Regions from separate parts of the Mus musculus genome. Here region 2 is linked to region 1. The links are chromatin contacts, called in public Hi-C maps. All regions are on one chromosome and are shown on one strand. Each heading gives the region's core, a stretch centred on a gene start, on an enhancer-like site or on the middle of the called end of the contact. The rest is flanking DNA. Distances are from core to core; before and after follow the strand shown.

Region 1 (7,419 bases), core at 4,206-6,705:
TTAGTGTTTTTGCCTGAATATGTATACGTATGTGTATGTATGTATGTATGTTTGTAACATAGGTATGTACATATGTACATGTGTATATATGTATGTATGTACGTACGTATGTATGTATGTATGTAAAACTATAGTTGCACATGGAAATCAGAAGAGGGCTTCAGATCCCATTGAACTGGAGTTGTAGACAGTTGTAACCTGCAGTGTGGGTGTTGGGAATCAAACTGGGTCCTCTGTAAGAGTCATCTCTCCATTTGACTCAAAATGTTTCAAACTAGTTACCACAGAAATCCAGTTTATGTTTTTAGTAACTGTGTATGAGTCATACTGCCAGTGCTTTTGCCATACTTCTCATAAATCAACCATAACTGGAAAATATTGTGGGCATTAATATAGGAAGCAAAAAGCCACCAATACTTTGAAGTTTATTGTCTACAAAATTGGATGAATTTTTCCATATTAATTTTGATGAGCATAGAGTTTAATTTTTCTCCACCTCATTTTTGTATGGAGTAAGTTGGTGATTTGAGGATATTTTTCAAGACCAGACAACTTCCTGAAATTGCACTTTGTTCTTATAAATAGAGTCGATTGTATTCATATGTTTGGTAGATGACTCCAATAGCGTGCTTGTTGACTGAATGAGCAGTTTACTCAATCCTTGGAACTTCACTCTAGAATTCAATGAATAGAGAAAATGCAGTCTGAATATGATTTTTCTTGTTGACAATACTTTTTCTCATGCACATGTTGATCTCGCATGCAAGTGCTGACATTTATTAGTCTGGTTTGGAGATGCTAACTATGGAACTGTAAATGACCTCCAAGATTTATAAGTGCATTTTTTAACAATTAAAAAGCCCCTGAGGTTTGATGAAACTTTTTATAAATAATTAAAAACAGATAATTAATTATGAGTTTTCAGTTAATCATTCAACAGAAATTAAACAAATGTGAGTTCCATATCATCTTCAAATATAATTTGTTTAAATATAAAATTTTATTCTTTCAAAATTACAACAATATGTTTTGATCGTACTCATTCTCAACTCCTGCCTAATTCCTCCAAGTTCCCCTTTCCAATTCCTCACCTCTCCTAAATTAATTTTCTTTTTTTACATATGTTTTTCTTTTTCTGTTTTTGAGAGTTGTATAGATGAGCACAAAATTAAATAAGTATTCTGTAAGTCATAGGAAGGTATTTTTCAGCTAGTAATTAATCTTGCCACTGTCGGACAGAAATTATCATCACAGGAAATTTCTGATTTACAAAAGGCCTTTTTATGTCCTACAGAGACAAGATCATAGAAAAGTGACTTACCAAACAACTCATGTAAATTTTGGTGTCTGAGGAAGTACTCTATCTCACTGGTAGCAAGGCTAACATCAAATGAATACCTCTCATCAGCATTAGTCAGGTCAGCCATCCGGAAAATAAGGGTCCTCCAGATGCAACACAACCATCTGGGGAGTCACGGGTGGGGTCTTGTTAGATCCTTAAAATTGAATTAATGGAGGAACCTCTCTTTTCTGTCCTCATATGACAGATAGTTCAGGTTTCAGAGAAAAATCAGAGGCCAGCATATGAAAGTGTAGATATACCACATATTAAGCTACAAAGTTCCTGCTCTATCAATGCCATGCTCAAATGAAGACAAGGACTGTTACTACTCAGAGGGTATTCCCTAGCCACAGAACAAGGGTGAGAATCCAAGAAGTCTGGTGGGTGAGTGTGAGGAGCCGCCCTCACATTTGCCATTATAAGATGGCGCTGACAGCTGTGTTCTAAGTGGTAAACATAATCTGCACACGTGCAGGGGCAGTTTTCCCGCCATGTGTTCTGCCTTTCTCATGATGACAACTGGGCCGATGGGCTGCAGCCAATCAGGGAGTAATACATCCTAGGCGGAGGATAATTCTCCTTAAAAGGGACGGGGTTTTGCCATGCTTTCTCTCTCTCCCCGCTTTACTTCTGATAGATTGTCTCGAATTTCGTCCAGAATCCGCCCTGCCTTAACCACTTGATAACATGTGAAAAGGAACAAAAGGGCTTCTAACACTAGAGAAAGTTCAAGGCCAAACATACCTTGTAAAGCTATTTCCCACTTTACTTCTGATAGACTGTCTTGAATTTCGTTAGAAAGTTCAAGGCCAGGCGTACCTTGTAAAGCTATTCCCCACTTTACTTCTGATAGACTGTCTTGAATTTCGTTAGAAAGTTCAAGACCAGACTTACCTTGTAAAGCTATACTTACGGGTACCCTGTTCCCCAGCTGAAGAGTTCTGAATTCACGCAGTTGAATCCTTCTCAACAGTCTGTTTTACGGGAACCTTTATGACCGTGACCCGCAGTTCTGGTTCCGGAATGAGGAATCTTCCTTGCGCCGGTGATGGTTAACTCCCGTCCCGAGTTTTTCTTCCCGGGTTTCGGCACCAACTCTTACACACGTTCACGCGACCGGCCAGGAAAGACGCAACAAACCGGAATCTTCTGCGGCAAAAGCTTTATTGCTTACATCTTCAGGAGCCAGAGAGCAAGAGAGCAAGAGCCAGAGCAAGAGAGAGAAAAAGAACAAGAACAAGAAAGCAAGAGAAAGAAAGCAAGAGAAGAGAGAGAAAAAGCAAGAACAAGAGAGAGAGAAAGCAAGAACAAGAGAGAGAAAAAGCAAGAACAAGAGAGAGAAAAAGCATGGCAAAACCCCGTCCCTTTTAAGGAGAATTATCCTCCGCCTAGGATGTATTACTCCCTGATTGGCTGCAGCCCATCGGCCCAGTTGTCATCATGAGAAAGGCAGAACACATGGCGGGAAAACTGCCCCTGCACGTGTGCAGATTATGTTTACCACTTAGAACACAGCTGTCAGTGCCATCTTATAATGGCAAATGTGAGGGTGGCTCCCAACAGGTGAGTAGTTTTGTGAATGATGTCCCAGAGCCCTTACACCATTGCTAAGCAAATCTGGAGTTGTAGGCAGGTGTTACTGCATAGGTATTTAGAAGAATAAGAGGAAATGGTATGTGTGAACAATGTTTCTGTGTAGTTTGCACACATGATATCCTCAATGATGAGGCTTTGTCCCCAGAAATTTCTGCTTGAAGGAGCCAAACTTATTTAATGCATCCATATACCTTCCTAGTGGTCTAACAAATGAGCCATGGTGTATAGTACTGTCATGCACAAGTATGAGCAAGTATATATTTCAGTTGTATATATCTAGTATATGCAATAATATTATGGTTCCCTATAAACTTGATAATCATCTATTTTAAAAACGATTAAATTCTTTACTGAAAATACCTAGCATCATCAATACAGAGTTATCAGTTCATTAGACTGTATTACTAGAAGCTCACTTGTCTAAATTTTGTACTTGTCTGTTCTAAATGCGTGTAGAGAAACATTAAATATATTATTTTGTTTTTTTATTTATTCAATTCTCAGAGATTATTTTATCATTATTAAAATAAATAGAAGAAAATATAAAAATTATAAAATTTATGAAACACTGATAAGTAATTCAAAAACAGATTTTAGTAACTGGACCACTGATTTTTTAAGCATCCATGCATACATTTATTTCTGTATACACACATACAGCTATTCTGTCCTATATTTAGGAAAAGTTCATAGTTTTTCTTTCATAAAATATCATTAGGATATGTTTATGAATTGTCACTGAATAAAGTCACAGTTATAAACAAACGTACACATGTGCATTGCTAAAAACATATGCATGAAATGTGTGTCTAATAAATAGGCATCTTATGTGTAGTGTCTATATTGTATAAAGTAAGTACATTTCATTTAAAGGGACATAGATGTTTTCTAATTCCACTTTTATGAAGTTTTGTGTAAGTATCATTCCCCCAAAATTTATTACTACTGTTTTAGTTCATTTTCCCAAACAGAATTGTTGGCTAACCATGCATGTATTAACTTACACTGTCTTTCGTGGATCTGTTTTTTTTCTTCTTTCTCTCTCCAGTAATGCAGCACTGCCTTGACATTGTACCCTTCAGTATCCATTTATCCTGATTTTCTTCCGAGCTGCTGCCCTAGGAAGGTTGCATGGGACACTTGTACTCTCCTGATCTCATACTCAGGCCTTATTAATCATGTTTCTATAATAGTGCTTTGTTTGGCTCAGACTGTTCTACTGGACCCCTTGTCTCCTTAAATAATATCATGTTAAACTTTAATAACTACCTTTTAAAAATGTTGTGGATCATAAGAATACACATTAAATGCTAACAAGTATAAGTTAAACTTTCAAATAGTACTACTCACTTCTATTTGCTGTATACTTGAGAAGTTAATACATATTACATAGTTGAATGCTATTCCTAATATCTTCTTTGTGATAAAGCCCGGAGGCTCAGAAGAAAATACAAAATCTTAATCATTTTTAGGGACAAATAGTTCTGCATAACACCTCTGCAATTTGTCTGTGATTATACTGTTTCTCTTCTCTTCCTAAGGACTGTAACGTAAGGCTAACATTGAGAGACACAGAAACAAATATCAGACTCTGCTAGAAAATCGAAGCATGATTCTGGCATCTGGTTCATTGCTGTGGGACAAGAAATAGAAATTTAGATCTAAGAAAGCACATGCTGATTTTTTAGGTGTATTATATTCCTGTTATTTTATTTTCTAACAAAAAGCTGCCATTTAGGATTAATCCTTTTCATTATGAAAAATTAGCTCTTTTCTAGTGAAAGAACATTGACAAGGGAATGTTGGAATTAAACATAAGTTGCAGATAATTTTGTCTTATCTGATACACTACTGTATTGAATGTACAGTATAGCACAAGAAAAAGGAACCATGGTTAATTCAGTGGCCTTCTAACAGAACAGAAAGCAGACACCTGGGCTCACCTAATGTCAGCTCTTGCAGCTTCTGAAGTTTGGCCATTGTCACTGACCTGATGGACTGGATGGATACCCCTTGGCCATGGCCTTCCTGTTGCATGGGTTTCTCATCATTTTTCTGTCAACAACATGCTAGCCAGAGGTATCTATCTTGGCAAATGTAAACCACAAGAAAACAAATAGCAGCGTATGTCTTTGGTTCTGTGCTTGGAGCTGACACACAGTTTTCATGACATTCTGTTTCTAAAACAGTCTTTTACCTAACGCATAGCCAAAGAGTGGCTAACGCTGCCCCTGCCTGTGACAATGAGAATACTATCATGTGGGATAAAACACCACCAAAGCAACTGACATTTGTCTGGAAATGTATTGTTCCCAACTAAGACACGACCCTGTAGTCCTGTGTGAATAAACTCCAAAGGGAGACTTTTTCATTTCCGGAGGGAAGGAGGGGTGCTGCTGAATTTCTGGTCAGGTCATTTCTTGCTGGAAATTTATTTTGCTCTTGTTTTCTAAGAGCCTCTTTCTCTCATGTGTCTTTGTGGATTCCGTTTCCAAGGCTAAAGCCTCTATGTGAGTGACTCATTAATCTAGTCACCACTCTATCTACCCCTCATACCACAGAGACCAGAGCTGTGGCTGCTGGGTCACACGAGCATGACAACCAGAATCCAGAATTCTTATTCAAGTTCTTCCAAAAAAGCTTGCCATAACGTTTTAAGAAGACCATTTGTAAATAATTGTGTTCAAGAAAAATAGCATGCTTTCTGGGGAATCAGATCCTGATGGGACTGCCCATAGTGAGTTCAGCAGAAACAGTGGAAAGATTGAGTCCCGCAGCACTGTGAAGATAGAAGGCCGGAAATGTCTCTAGTGGCTGAAGGGTGAACAGGTTTTGTCTGAAGAGATAAGTCAGCTAAATGGAGAGTGAGAGACATGAGCCAAATTTAACACAGAAATGATGGAAATGATCTCTGGGATCCAATTTGGGAAGAAGCAAGAGATAAGCATGCCCTGAGAGGCCAGTGATGAGAGAACACAGAGGTTAGCATTGCTGAACAGAAACAGTTTCAGGGTGTGGAGAGATGGGTTTCAATAATAATCTTAAAGGTTTAAAAGAAAGTTGGGGATTTCAGAAAGGTCAAAAAGTTAAAGCTTTGTTCATTTGCCTTGTTTTCCAGGTATTTTTAAAGCACAATCCATGGGACAGCCTGTAAGGTGACAAAGGAAACAACTCATCAAGGGGCACCTTCATTCCTGCAGGTAAGGGAGAGAAGTGCTCTACAGGGTCGGGACTCCCAGCTACTGTTTGACTTCAATGAAACCATCATCTCTTTGAAGAGATCAGTAGCTTCTTTGTGTCTTTAAAGCCAGAGTGCTTAGCATAGCAATGTGAGAAGAAAGTGAAGACATAATCAAGTATCACATTATTTTTCACAATCCTATTTATTATATAGAATATTGTTTATTCACTGTGAACACTTTGGACTAATGAATAAAATATCTGTTACAATTCTATGTTTTTAAATGTTCTTTTAAAATTTAACTTAGTTTTTATTTTTTGAGAAATTGATACTTTAATGTGCAATGAAATACAATCATATCTACCCCATATTTCTCCCCTTAACTTTCTTCATATTTACCCTGACATGTGCCTTCCAGTATCATATGTAAACCATGAAATCCAGTTAAAATGACACCCCTCTCAGCATAGGCACGGGGCCATCCACTGGAGCATGAGAAACCTACCAGTGGTCATATCTTGAAAAAAGAACACTTCTTCCTTCACCAGCAACTAACAGTTGCAATGGCTCCTCAATATGGAGCAAGGCTTGGAGAGCATCCCTCCCCATCCATTCTGGGTCAGTATTGCACAAGTCTTGCGCTAGTAACCATAGTTACAGTCAGCTCATTATCGTAAGAGCAGGGTTGTATCTAGAAGACAGCAGTCCACAGCATGCCTTTCCATCTTCTGGCTCTTACATTCTTTCCCTCCTTTTCCTCTGTGCTCATGACCCTTAATGGCAGTGGAGTTAACAGGGATGCCTGGATTAGGGCTAAGCACTAACTCTCCTGTTTGTAGCTCTCTAACTAGTTATGCTTCTTACCATTGACACCATACATTGCAAAAGGAAGCTTCTCTGATAAAGGATGCTCACAGCCTTGGTCTGTGATTATAAACATAAACATGTAGAAAGCATGATCTCTCAGTAAAATAGCAAAAACAGACTTCTACCCTGAGACCATAATCTACCCAGCCACAGGCTTTAGATAAAGATTACAATATAAGGCATAAAATGCTGGACCCTGTGGATCAAGCTCCTAGTCTAGTTGAGAAGTGGTTAGTTAGTTACCCATTACGTTAATGCTACAACTGTATTAGTAAGCACAACTTGCTGGCCAGGTTGGTATTGTGGCATTCATAGCACAGTGTGGATTAAAAACATTGATGTCTTTTCTCCCACTTCAAACTGCCTAGCACCTTCCAGCGCTATGTAATCCAGATATCATGGAGAAAGTTTCACGCACAGTTTGACACTGAGT
Region 2 (6,555 bases), core at 2,426-4,925, 160 kb after region 1:
TTTATTAGGCTAGATGTTTAGGAAGTCTCTTTCTTATAGAATATATTCAATTATTTGAAGGCAATTAAATTAAACTTCTTTGTCACTCCAAAGAAGTCTAATGATTTAACATCGAGTTGATAAGAGTCACTTTTATTTACCAAATTTTTACATTCTTGCTATTACTAATTTTCTTACCTCTTCATGCCAATGGTAAAATGTCATTACCAACTGCATAATTATATTAATAACAGAATGCAAAATATCTGACATTGATAGTGAAGCTCTATTGTCTTCAACTTTTATACAAGTAACCTCTTAACTCTTTTATCAAGCCATTGATAAAGTGCAGACTTCAAGAATGGACATTAATCGGGAGGCAAAGGCAGGCAGATTTCTGAGCTCAAGGCCAGGCTGGTCTACAAAGTGAGTTCCAGACAGCCAGGGCTATACAGAGAAACCCTGTCTCAAAAAAAAAAAAAAAAAAGAAAAAAGAAAAAAAGAAAAAATGGACATTAATGTATGCTCTTTATGTTAAATACAAAGAGAAATATTATACGTTCAGATTCATTATAGTGTTTAAGGACAAAGTACCAAGAGCCCAGATAATGACCTTGATTTGAAGGCAAGGATTTGAAAGGAGTTGATCTGAGATTAATCCTAAAAGATGAAAGGAGTTTATCCAAGAAGAATATCTTGGGATTTCCAACCCAGAAAAACAGGTTTTGTTAGTTTTTGTACTAACACTTTAAACTCTACATTATTTTGAATATAATGTGCCATCCCCTTTTCATGTATACCTCTCTTGGCACCTCCCTTCAAAATTTCTGTTTAAGGAATATGAGGCATTGGCAGTTTCACATACAAAAAAAAAATGTTATGAACAGTGAACATCAGAGGAGATACTTGAATTAGATTACAAAATTAAGTGGTTCTAAATGCAGTTAAATGTTCTGGAAAAAAATCACCAGTGGTACTTTTGTTAATTGCTACCAGGATTAGAATTATATAATTAAGAATTAAGGAAAACCTTTCATCTCAGCTCCAAACTTTGTCTCTGTAACTCCTTCCATGGGTGTTTTGTTCTCAAATCTAAGGAGGGGCATAGTGTCCACACTTCAGTCTTCATTCTTCTTGAGTTTCATGTGTTTAGCAAATTATATCTTATATCTTGGGTATCCTAGGTTTGGGGCTAATATCCACTTATCAGTGAATACATATTGTGTGAGTTTCTTTGTGAATGTGTTACCTCACTCAGGATGATGCCCTCCAGGTCCATCCATTTGGCTAGGAATTTCATAAATTCATTCTTTTTAATAGCTGAGTAGTACTCCATTGTGTAGATGTACCACATTTTCTGTATCCATTCCTCTGTTGAGGGGCATCTAGGTTCTTTCCAGCTTCTGGCTATTATAAATAAGGCTGCTATGAACATAGTGGAGCATGTGTCCTTCTTACCTGTTGGGGCATCTTCTGGATATATGCCCAGGAGAGGTGGCCTAGTCGGCCATCACTGGAAAGAGAGGCCCATTGGACTTGCAAACTTTATATGCCCCAGTACAGGGGAATACCAGGGCCAAAAAGGGGGAGTGGGTGGGCAGGGGAGTGGGGGTGGGTAGATATGGGGGACTTTTGGTATAGCATTGGAAATGTAAATGAGTTAAATACCTAATAAAAAATGGAAAAAAAAAAGAATTAAGGAAAACATAGTAAGTAAATAGTCAGTATTTCAAGGTGAGGGGTTTTGGCATCCTTTTTCTTAAATTAAGTGTAGAGCTAAAGAAAAATAAAACTGATAAGAAAATCCAAATACAGAAGAGTTTATATTTAATATAATTCCATAGAGATAAACACTTCTTTGTGAACAGCACATTCTGAAACACATAGGAGGGAAGAGATAACATCAAAAATAGTAAGGAAAAAGAAACCAGACTCCAAGAAAATGTTTCATTGTTCACATGTTTTGTTGCTGTTAATTTCACCTTATGTTGTAACAGGATTAATGACTGCTCGGATATACACTATATACATGCACTTGGATACACATAACAAAGTGTAATATTACAGAATGAGAAAAATAATAAAAGAAAAGAAAATAGGGAGTACAGTTCCCAGCTAGAAAAGAGACAGTAGTTTCTACACACAAGGATTAGATTTCATTTTAAATTTCCCCACTGCCAAGGTTAAAAAGGAAATACATTTCCATTAACTGATAAAGTGGAGTATATCAGCTCTTCATTAGGAAAAAATCTTTCCTGGCACTAAATTCTAGAAGAGGATTTATCATGTATACCATTATTTGAGATGTTGACTCCTATAATGAATAGTGGCTTTGCAGACATTGTGGGGCTATTCCTTACCAGGTCATTTGTTATATCAACCTACGTAAAAAGCTAAGGGCATAATATTACATTGTGATCAGAGAATCAATTTGTGTTTGGAGCCTTGGAGACACTTGGGAGGGTGGAATGGAGAAACAAATTCAATCATGTGGAAACAAAAAGAATTAATTGGTGTGATGCTGCCACAATGGATGTAAACCCTTGTGTGCTCTAGTATCACTAAGGGCACATCTTTCAAATTTCATCATGAAACTTAGAATAAAAAAAACAATTTTTAATTCCCACCTGCCTTTGAGACTTGAGAAGACAGAAGGCTGAATCGCCAAAATCAGCTGACAAGGTAATTGCTTATGGTGTACTGTGTATATCCAAACTGCTGCTCTGTGGACCCTATTGCCAACACCAGGATCACTCTTTATGCATGGATGGCTATCATCCTCCTGCTTCAAACCCTACAGGTACCAGCAGCATCAGAACCTCTTCCCACCTTTACTGACCTCCTATAATGGTTCTATAATGCCTGGATTGCCGTGGCATTTCCTCCTGCACTCCTTACCTGATAGGTCTCCTTTCCTTGTTTTTTACTTTTCTCCTCTGCCTGTATTTTATTGTATTCCAGAGTTCTGTTCTTAGCTTACTTTCCCTCTCTATCCTAGCCCTCACTCCCACATATACTCCTATTTTTGCCTCTGGCAATTTAGCTTTAAACTAATTTGTTCAACTGTCTGTGTGTACCTAAAATACTCGTTGATACTCTGTCCTAAACCAACAAGTTCAGGATTGCACTCCCTTTGCTATCCCAGGCATACCTGCTCGTGTTCTCCGGGTCTTAATGATTAGTGGCTCTACCCATCTTGCCAAAATCATGGGTAAAACTGTTAGAAACATCTCACTTTTCACATATCCATCCTTAGCCTTAACCTCACTTCCTCAAGACTAGCAAATTTTGGCTCCTATGTATCCTAGATTTGTCTTACCTCTTCTCTTAGTATGCCACTGCCATGATTGGTAGCCTAGTTTCCTCTTTGTATAGATAATTAAAATAAGCTTCCTTGACCGCCTAGCTTCCCAGTCGTATACCAATGAATGCATCTTCCTCTGAAATAGGACTCCTTTTCTACAAGGCAGATCTTTTATGATGGTCTCCTCCTTTCCAGCCTCTGCGGCACTTCATCACCCACATCAAGATTACAAGCGTGACTGTAGAGATGTCTTTTGATTTGGACCCTGCTGATTTCTCCTTTCTCTCTTTGCAATTTACATCCTTTTACTGACGAAATTGCTCCCATTTCCTGCACTCACACATGCTCTCTTATTTTGTGGCTTTGTGCATTGGCTGAAGTCCTGGTGTGACCGCCTCCTCTTTCTTCAGCTGCTCTTACTCATCATTTAAGAACAACTCAAGCAACAGCTTTGTCTCCCACAGAAAGCCCCTTGTAAAACCTCACTTGAGTTGAATGTCTATTGGCTGAGATACCTGAACAAGGAATGCATATTTTCTATCTGTATTTTTAGTATATTTTATTAATTTAGGCTCCCTGCAGAGCAGGAATACAAACTTGTTAAAATAATTTCCCCAGATTAACTAGTTAAGTGCATAAAAATGATCTCCATGTTTAAATGCATGTTTAAACATTTCCTAAAGTAAGTTACTTTTCCCAATAATATTATCTTTACCAATGTATATCTTAATAAAGTCAAATGAGAACACAAAAATGTGAATGGTAAATGTACAAACAGCTCTAAAACTTTTGCACCATAGTAGTTAAAGTTAACATCAAAAACATAGAATTTATGCTTATCCTGAACTATTACTATGTATTCTAGTTTAGAATGTATATTATAAATGTTTTTGTTTAATGAGTTAATACTTTGATATTAAAGATAACAAACACGCCAAGTGGTCATGTGCCAGTGGCACATGACTTTACTTCTTGCACAGGCAAGGGACTCTCTGAGCTCAAGGCCAGCCTGGTCTATAGAGTGGATTCCAGGACAGCCAGGGCTTCCCAGAGAAACTCTGTCTTGAAAGACAAACAAACAAACAAATATGATAACATATATTATAAAATATTTTGAATGAAAGAATCTTAAAAATAACGTGTATATCTATCTCCAAACTTAAATTATAACTTATATAGATGAGTTTGAGTCCATTATATTTTAGTCTTAAGCAAAATAATTAAATATTTCCAAAAGTGAGATAAAATTTTACACTATATCAAGTAAATGTGTTAGAACATAGTATTGTCAGAATTATAAGGAAATGGGGATTCAGTTTATTTGGTCCAATTAATTTATCTGTAGAGCATATTGAGGCCCTGAGAAATCTACTCTGCAGCACCATAACTGACTAATGCCAAGGCTGGGAGCAGTGTTCACATTGAACTCCCCTCAATATACTGCCCTGTATTCCATATATGTTCAATAATGTAGTCTCTCATTTACATTAAACAAAAGCCTGCAAACATACAAATGCATACCAACACATACATTTCACGATATGGAATAATTAAATAAATTCTTCTGCTGTTACTCGCACTTGACATCAGGGAGAGTAGATGGCTCATTTTCCAAACCAGTAAAATCACTAAGAAGTTGCCTTAGAATATTCTTTCCTATCTTTCTATTTTAAACCAAATTCCATCAATGAATTTTTAACAAAATAAAAAATAAGAAAAATAATTGTGTTGTTAGGAAATATGTAGTTAAATATGTGGAAGGAAAAGATAATATTAGAATGAAAATACTATTCATTATTTACATAAAACCAGTTCTCTTGGTAGTTAAATTGGAATCACTGTATAAATAGAATAATAACCCCTTACCTACAAAAGTCACATAGTTGTTAGATGTTTAATGTCATTTTCCTATGTATTATAAATATGTGGTACTCATTTTTGTAACAAAACTTAGTTGACTGTGTTTACCTTTAGCAGAATGTATAATGAAGTAATAAATGTAAAGAAATGGTCCACCTTCTTATTTGACAAATTACTCTAATTTCTGACTTCCGGAAAAAAAGTGATAAAGATCATTTTAAAAAATAAAATTATGAGAACAGAGAAACTTTAGGGAGATTTCTTATTATTTTATTGTAAATACGAGTAAATGTAAACACAGTTGACTAAGTTTTATTACCAAAAATGACCAAGGCCCAGCGTTCCACCAATGCTTCAGATGCCAAAATGCCCAGAAGAATTTGTATCATTTGAGACAGGAGAGAAATATTTTATGACACACTACTAGAAAATGTCTGAGTTTAACTAAACACTTATAATGCAGGAGAAAATATTTTTTAAAGTTTATACCTTGGCATTACAAGAAGGTTTCTGTGTGCTCCTAACAGGTAAGATTATGTTGTTTCTCCCTTGAAATGCAATCCCTGGGTGGTTGGTAGTGTGCTCGCTCATCTCAGAATTCTTACAACTTTAGCATGCCACCTGCTACAAAAGCTAAATAATTATTTTAAAATTACATTAAGTTTACACATGTATATACTCATATAATATTTGGATAACTGTAAGTATACACATGTACATGGAAATTATGCTGGTTTAAGTGACAAATGACCCGCAAAGTTTCAGATGTGAAGATTTGGTTCCTACTTGGTGTCTATTGGGGGAGGCTTAGGAGGAGCACCCTTGCTGGAAGGAGGAGCACCCTTGCTGGAAGGAGGAGCACCCTTGCTGGGGGAAGGAGGAGTATCCTTGTTGGAGGGAAGAGCACACTTGCTGGAGGAAATACATCACTAGGTCCTGCCTCTAATACTTTAAGGCCCTGTGTCACTTTTGGTTTGCTGTCTCTTTTTTCCATTTTAGTTTGAAGAAGCAATCTCTCTGCTTGCTCTAGCCACAGTATCTGTCTAGCGCCATACTTGCCTGGAATGATAGACTTCCATCTCTCTGGACCATAGCCCAAATGAACTCTCCTTTCTATCATCTGTCTTGGTCATTATTTCTAATGATAGCAACAGAGAAGCAAGCAGACTCAGACATACATTCTTATATAAATATGCATACATGTGTATACATGCTTGCTCATATACGCACATGTGACTCTCTCTGTGTATTGGTGTGTCTATTTATAAATATATAATACTGTGCGAAGGAAAACACATAACCTCCTTCTCCTCACCCATCATTGTTTTAAGGTCCTCTGTTTGTATACACTCTCAGTCTTTTCTAGTGACAGCTGCAACTGCACAGTAGTTGTCTGGAAACCTAGCTCTTGT

The links. Hi-C and Micro-C count contacts between places; a contact is called where the count stands out from the background.
Region 2: a contact with region 1 is called in a Hi-C map of the C2C12 cell line, with 1.7 times the contacts expected there. The contact joins two enhancer-like sites. A contact is called at or near these places in 1 of 15 datasets of contacts at CTCF or cohesin (the NIH/3T3 cell line) and 1 of 484 Hi-C or Micro-C datasets (the C2C12 cell line).

Annotation. Positions count from the first base shown.
Region 1 is chr5:13,224,311-13,231,729 of GRCm38.p6, forward strand. It overlaps a transcript of Sema3a not described here. Among named protein-coding and RNA genes, the nearest start is that of Gm52804, 83 kb to the left of the region's middle. Within about 2 kb of position 5,456, at least 8 of the 459 cell types and tissues checked have an H3K27ac peak or open chromatin away from gene starts, as enhancers often do. A contact at or near this core is called in the C2C12 cell line, where this site is marked.
Region 2 is chr5:13,381,261-13,387,815 of GRCm38.p6, forward strand. It overlaps a transcript of Sema3a not described here. Among named protein-coding and RNA genes, the nearest start is that of Sema3a, 15 kb to the right of the region's middle. Within about 2 kb of position 3,676, at least 11 of the 459 cell types and tissues checked have an H3K27ac peak or open chromatin away from gene starts, as enhancers often do. A contact at or near this core is called in the C2C12 cell line, where this site is marked.